Regions from separate parts of the Xenopus laevis genome. Here region 1 is linked to region 2. A link is a contact called in public Hi-C data. All regions are on one chromosome and are shown on one strand. The core of a region is the stretch at or near the end of the contact, and the rest is flanking DNA. Distances in the headings are between cores, read along the strand shown.

Region 1 (3,824 bases), core at 471-2,970, 73 kb after region 2:
GAGCTTCGTGTCAATGTATAAATAGATTATCAGCAGATAAAAGTCATAGGAACGAGGTATATCAGTGGCTAATGGCTGTTTGTAGATTTCAAATTTCAATTCGAAAACTGAGCAACAGTTCAATGAACTATGAGCCGGAAATGACCAAAAGAGTGTTTGGTGTAGGGCAGGTGTTTGTTAGTTGGAAACCTTCTTATTGATTGGCCGTCAGGGTGTCACAGACAACTGGCTACACATGTTCATGAACGTTTGCCTAATCTGTGGCACCACACTATTTGCTGTACTCTGTAGTCCAGTTATTTGCAGGCAATGGCAGATATAAATAATATATACAGTACATATATATATATATATATATATATATATATATATATATATATATATATATATATATATATATATATATATATATATATATATACAGTATATATATATATATAGATAGATAGATAGATAGATAGATACTGTATAGATAGATAGATATAGATATATAGATATATATATATATATATATATATATATATATATATATAAACCTGCATGTCTAATATAAATAGCAGCCTTGACCCTGCTTTATGGCTGAGATTCTAGCTATCTGTATAACAGAGAATTCTGTCCCAGTGGCTACACATATTCTATCTGATCCCCATTGTAAGCACCAGTCCTGTCCTGCTTTATGGCGAAGATTCTAGCTATCTGTATAACCGAGCATTCTGTCCCAGTGGCTGCACAGATCCTATCTGATCCCCATTGTAAGCAGCAGTCCTGCCCTGCTTTATGGCAGATATTCTAGCTATCTGTATAACAGAACATTCTGTCCCAGTGGTTGCACAGATCCTATCTGATCCCCAGTGTAAGCAGCAGTCCTGCCCTACTTTATGGCTGAGATTCTAGCTATCTGTATAACAGAGCATTCTGTCCCAGTGGCTGCACAGGTCCTATCTGATCCCCATTGTAAGCAACAATCCTGTCCTGCTTTATGGCTGAGATTCTAGCTATCTGTATAACAGAGCATTCTGTCCCAGTGGCTGTACAGATCCTATCTGATCCCCAGTGTAAGCAGCAGTCATGCCTTGCTTTATGGCTAAGATGCTAACTATACACATAACAGAGCATTGGTCACAGTGGCACAGATCCTAGCTATCTTGATGCACATGAATAATTGTAATTGAGATAAGAAGGTTTAATGCAACACAAACCACACTAGGGCAGTTTTACAACATATAATTATATATGTATAATTGTATAATATAACTGAATTGAATAATTGAATATATTTAGAACCAGGAAACTGCTCTGAATCAATGAGGCGCTCAGGAGCACAGGAAGTTAATATTAATATAAGACATATTCAGAACTGTGAAATGTTAGTTTGGCTTTTTGGAGAAACACAATATTTCCCACACAATCAAATCAAAGCAGCATTTAATGAGGTCCTTGGAGGATCCCCATGTAAAAGGGTCACTGGTTCGACCTCAGATCAGGAAAGAAAATGAAGAATGTTATCTATTCCCCAGTCCACCCACCTCTAAAGATATCACACAGAGCGGAGACGATGCACTCCCATCACAACACACAGCAGAAGTCACAGCATTTTATATGAATAGAGAAAAGGGAGAGAGAGAGCAAAGTGCCCTGACCTGGGCTATTCTATTGCCCATAGGCTTCCCCTGCAGATCTGTGCTCCAAAGCTGCTCTGTACAGGGGCAATAGGGTTCAAGCTGGTGTTTCTAATTGGGCATTTGTGTTTCCTGGGGAGGCTGTTCCATTCTTGTGTCTGAAGCACTTTTGGCTGGAGGTGGGTAATGAATGGGGAGAGGTAGAAGGGGAAGGTTGAGCGCTTCACACTGGGAGGAGGTTTGGAGCTGCGAGTAGGAAAACCATTCAGATGGGGCAGAATCAGACAGATGAGGATAAGGAGCCACTCAGACAGGCATCGGCAGAATAAGGAGGGATAGAAAGTCTTTTCCAAATGGGACACTTGCCTTGAATAGATCATGACAAGACAGAGGAGTTTGGCTCTACAATTAACCGCTTCCCGACTGCCTCCCAGAATTCTGCCCCTCCTGTAACCTGCAATCCTATTGCCCCTGCTGGGAGGCAGATTGGAGATGTTCATGGTTTTGCTTCTAGAGAGTCTCCAGCTGCTGCTGCTGAAATGATTCACTCCTAGAGCTCTGGCCAGCAGCTGTGGTGCTGAAATGGACAGCTCCCATCAGAATGGGCAGCAGCTCAACGACACCTGGAGATTCAGCGGAGGAGACAACATTCTGGGGGTGCCAGACTTTTCCTGGACCGTCTTCCTGGCTGTCCTGATGGGGGTCCTGATAGTTACCACCGTGCTGGGGAATGCTCTGGTCATGCTGGCTTTTGTTGTGGACTCTAGCCTCCGAACCCAGAACAATTACTTCCTTCTCAACCTGGCTATCTCCGATTTCTTTGTAGGTAAAGTATCTCCCACTTTCATTTTTGCAATTAAAAATCTCCACTTTGTGTTCTGCACCCTACAGCTCTGATTCCCTAGTAGGAATGTATCCCAAAAATTCCATTCTGCACCCCTACAGCTCTGATTCCCTAGTAGGAATGTATACCTAAAATTCTATTCTGCACCCCTACAGATCTGATTCTCTAGTAGGTATATTTCCCCAAAATTCTATTCTGCACCCCTACAGATCTGATTCTCTAGTAGGTATATATCCCCAAAATTCTATTCTGCACCCCTACAGATCTGATTCCCTAGTCGGAATGTATACCCAAAATTCTATTCTGTACCCCTACAGCTCTCATTTACTAGCAGGAATGTGTATACCAACCTTGTATTTTTCACCCCTACAGCTCTGATTCCCTTAGTAGGAATGTATCCCCAACATTCTATTCTGCACCCCTACATCTCTAGTTCCTTAGTAGGAATCGGCATTCGGCATGCCTAATATTCAGTTCTGCACCCCTACAGCTCTGAAATAATATTCAGAATGTATCCCCAACATTCTATTTAGCACCTTTACATCTCTCATCCCCCAGTAGAAATATATCCCCAACATTCTATTCTGCACATCTAAATCTCTGATTCCGTAGTAGAATTGTATCCCCAATATCTGCAACCCTCCAACTTTGATTCCCTAGAAGGAATGTACCTCCAGAATATTTTATTCTGCACCCCTGTCTAATTCCCAAGCAGACAAATAAACACTTGGGTGCAGCCCAGAAGGGACAACTAAATGGCAGCTCATTACAAGATCTTTAGGGTACAGCCAATTCATTGCAAGATTCCCCAGTTACAGTCAGCTCTGTGCAGCATTCCAGGGGTTCATCTGTTGTACTATATTCTTGGTGTTTATTTAGCTTAGTACAGGGTTTTAGAGGTACAATCAGCTCAGTACAAAGTTACTGGGTTGAAATTAGTTCAGTGCAAGATTTTTGGAAAACAAAAGTACTCCAGGGGCCAGCTCAGAAGGATCCAGGGGCACAGCCAGCATAATAATAGATTTTTGGGGTACAGCCATATCAGTTAATTGTTCTTGTGGCCCATACAATTTAGTGCAAGACTCCTGGGCTGCAGTACAAATTTTTTGAGGTACATTTAGTATTCACCCAGCTCAGTGCAGGAGTCTTAGGGTACGGCCCTCTTAGCACAATAATTTGGGGTACATCGAGCTCAGGGCAGTATTTGTGAGGTACAGCCATCTTAGCACAATAATTTGGGGTACATCGAGCTCAGGGCAGTATTTGTGAGGTACAGCCATCTTAGCACAATAATTTGGGGTACATCAAGCTCATGGCAGGATTTGTGAGGTACAGCCATCTTAGCACAATAATTTGAAGTC
Region 2 (3,643 bases), core at 678-3,177:
ACTGGGGCATCTTTGGAGACACAGATCTTCCCTGTTAGCAGCATGGCCACTCTGACAGACAGGGAAAGAAGAAAAGTGCTGAGTGGCAGTTGATATTCTGTCATGTAGGCTGAATATTAGATTTCCTATTCTGCCCCTAGTACATTCAGCACAAACTTTTTGTACATATGCAGCTCACTGCCAAGGCCAGGCCATGCTCACGACTGGCTCCAGTACATCCCTCAGGCAGACTGATGCCTGTGCTCTAGGGAGGAAAGCCTGACTCCTCTAATTAATTCAGTTAAGTGCTGAGAAGTACTTGGCCTGTCAGCAGAGCCCCTAACAAACACAGAAGCAGCACGACTTTGGCAGGCCAAGGTAATACTGGGCTCTCAGCTGCAGAATTGCGGAATCAGGGGCTAGGTACAAGCACACACAATCTAAAACTCAAAAGAAAATGGATGACTGGTACATTCTGTCCCGATGAGTATGTTGAGTTTCTGGCCAAAATGTCATGCTTTGTGTCTGTTAACCAATAGCTGCGGACACATGGGAACATTATTAAAGGGGTTGCTCACCTTTGAGTTAACTTTTAGTATGATGTAGAGCAGTGATCCCCAACCAGTGGCTCGTGAGCAACATTTTGCTCTCCGACCCCTTGGATGTTGCTCTCATTGGCCCTAAAGTTCTTATTTTTGAGTTCCTGGCTTGAAGGTAAGTTTTAGTTACATACAAACCATGTGTATTGCCAAACAGAGGCTCCTGTAAGCTGCCAGTCCGCATAGAGGCTACCAATATAAGCCAATCACAGCCCATATTTGACACACGAGGAACATTTTTCATGCTTATGTTGTTCTCCAACTTTTTTTACATTTGAACGTGGCCCACGGGTAAAAAAAGTTTGCGGACCCCTGATGTAGAGACTAATATTCTGAGACAATATGCAATTGGTTTTAATTTTTTATTATTTGTGGTTTTTGAGTTAATTAGCTTTTTATTTAGCAGCTCTCCAGTTTGCAATTTCAGCAATATGGTTGCTATGGTCCAAATGGCCCTAGTAACCATACACTGATTTGAATAAAAGACAGAATATGAATAGGAGAGGGCCTGAGTAGAAAGTAACAAAAAGTAGCAATAACAATACATTTGTAGCTTTAGGGCTGGGACACACTGGGCGATTTGGGGAGATTTAGTCGCCTGTCGACTAATCGCCGCGACTTTCCATGACCAATCTTCCCCGAATGCCTCCCCTCGCTCTGCGCCTGGCTAAAATGAAAAATCGCCTGCGCTAATCACACGCGGCGATTCGTTTTCCGAAGTTTGCTCGTGAGGCAACTTCGGGCGACTTTGGAAAACGAATCGCCGTGTGTGATTAGCGCCGGCGACTTTTCATTTTATCCAGGCGCAGAGCGAGGGGAGCCATTCGGGGAGAAAAGTCACTGCGATTAGTCGCCAGGCGACTAAATCTCCCCAAATCGCCCAGTGTGTCCCAGCCCTTACAGAGCATTTGTTTTTAGATGGGTGGGGGTCAATAACCCCTATTTGAAATCATTGAAAAACTAGAAAAAAAATTGTGAAGACCAATTGAAAAGTTGCTAAACACTGGCCATTCTATAACAAACTAAAAGTTAATTTAAAGGTGAACCAGCCCTCTAAAGAGAGCGTGAGATAGGGACATCTATCGGGCTGTTTTTATATCAATCGTCTGTCTATAGTTCCAAGAGTATCCAAAACAGCAAGTCATTGTTTACCCCAAACTAGTCAACCTTTGAGATGGACTTTCAGGAATATCCAGAACGACATACACGCTTACCTGAAATTACCCTCAGGCTGGCCCTTCCCAGGCACTGCTTTGAGACCCCCAGGGGGTCCAGACACACAGGTTGGCCTGCTTTAGATAAATAGCTTCCAGGATTAATTATAAGGCACCAGAGTAGAAAAACAGACACTGCAGTCATAACATTCCAAGCAGGCACTAACCTACACATAGAACAGAGACATCAGATCCGGCGGGGCAGAATACTCACTTTTTATCCTGGATATATCCTTCTACTCGATGCAGCTCCTTCCCAAACAGGCCACAGGGCTTAAAATTAAGTAGGCACTTGTCTCCAGTACTGTGAAGGGGGCAGATAGCAACGCATTAGGGATTTTCTTTTAAAAAGGAAAATAAGTTGATGGAGTTTCAAAATAGCTGCCAACGCTGAGCAACAGCATGAAGCAAATCTGTCCCATGTGCCGGCAGGGGAAGGAAGCCTTTCTGCTCACTCGCGAGCAGAAAAGGAAAAGAGCGTTGGAGATACTTTAGAAAAGGAAAAGTATTCAGGTGGAGGGCATGTCTCATAGTGGTTAGTGGATTTTACGAACTATGAGAAGTGATGATTATAAGAATTAGAGTTATTGTAAAATAAAAATATTAATTAAAATAACTATTGAAAAAGCAAAGCATTGTTAAAAATGACGCCAGCAGGACGCCATGTTGTTTTCCACCAGACACTTACCTGTGGTTTATGATCTCTACTGTCCCATACTGCTCGATCCACAGCTTGCCAATAATGACATTGTGCACGCAGCATGTGGGGTTTGTCCAAGTGTACGCTTCTTTGTGCCTGTGGGTTATACAACTGAGCTTAGTTGGGGGTCATGGGAAAACATGTTTTTTTTTTTCAAAAACACATCAGTTAATAGTCTTGCTCCAACAGAATTCTGCACTGAAATCCATTTCTCAAAAGAGCAAACCGATTTTATATTTAATTTTGAAATCTGCCATGGAGCTAGAAATATTGTCACTTTAATTTGAACCCTAGCAACCAGATAGCTGAAATAGCTGCAGAATAACTCAAAAAACACAAATAATAAAAAATGAAACCAATTACAACTTGTCTCAGAATATTACTCTCTACATCATACTAAAAGTTAACTCAATGGTGAACAACCCCTAAATACCATATGCCGCTTCATACAAGCAGCCTATATTTTCTGTCTCCCTGGGGAGGGAAGTCTCTATATTGTTTCTTTCAGCTGCAGTTCTAACCAGTAGGTGGGTCCTCCCTTTCACCGACACCATAAACTGGTGGTTGGAGTTTAAAAGAGACCCAGGAAAAAAGGAGCAGGAAGACAGGGATAGAAAGAAGCAGATAGAATATAAGTCTCCCAAAAGCACTTACTTCAGCAGCTCCAGAGTTATGGTGCCTCGGGGTTCAGCTTCCACACTCTTTCCCCAAAACTTTAACTTGGGATAGATTGAACCATGAAAAATAAAGTCCTTGTTGAGACCTTCGGCATGGAAGGCACTGACTGGCGGGTGATGGCTCACTTGTTCAGAGATGAATTGGAAGCCTAGATCATCCCTGAAAAACAAGCAGATTCACTGTACTCTTTTCCGTGGCTGACATACGTTTTTTCTGCCTTCCCACCTATCCCTATCTTACCTTATTAACTCAAAGGTTTCTCCCAGCAGTGGGTTAAATGGTTTCCCTGTTCGCTCCCACTGTGACGCTACTGCGGAGACAGCAAAGGCGGCGACACACTGCAGAAGAGAAGACAAACCATCATAGATTTGGGACACAGAAAAGATTCTGGTGACCATGTAAAAAAAAGCCTTTGGTGGGCCCCCAAATGTGTTGCAATACCATCCTTTATACTTCCCCTCCACACAGTACAG

What was found. A called contact is a pair of places that touch in the nucleus more often than the background predicts.
Region 1: a Hi-C map of the XL177 cell line shows a contact between it and region 2, with 3 times the contacts expected there. The contact joins the promoter of hrh3.L here to the enhancer-like site in region 2. A contact is called at or near these places in 2 of 4 Hi-C or Micro-C datasets (the XL177 cell line and the XTC cell line).

Annotation. Positions count from the first base shown.
Region 1 is chr9_10L:14,986,361-14,990,184 of Xenopus_laevis_v10.1, forward strand. hrh3.L (histamine H3 receptor) reads left to right here and starts at 1,721. Exons shown (of 3, transcript XM_018234978.2): 1 at 1,721-2,445. The coding sequence starts at 2,202.
Region 2 is chr9_10L:14,913,259-14,916,901 of Xenopus_laevis_v10.1, forward strand. osbpl2.L (oxysterol binding protein like 2 L homeolog) reads right to left here. Exons shown (of 14, transcript NM_001086843.1): 6 at 3,411-3,508; 7 at 3,147-3,329; 8 at 2,481-2,588; 9 at 2,007-2,096. Among protein-coding and RNA genes, the nearest start is that of adrm1.L, 15 kb to the left of the region's middle. Within about 2 kb of position 1,928, at least 2 of the 7 cell types and tissues checked have an H3K27ac peak or open chromatin away from gene starts, as enhancers often do.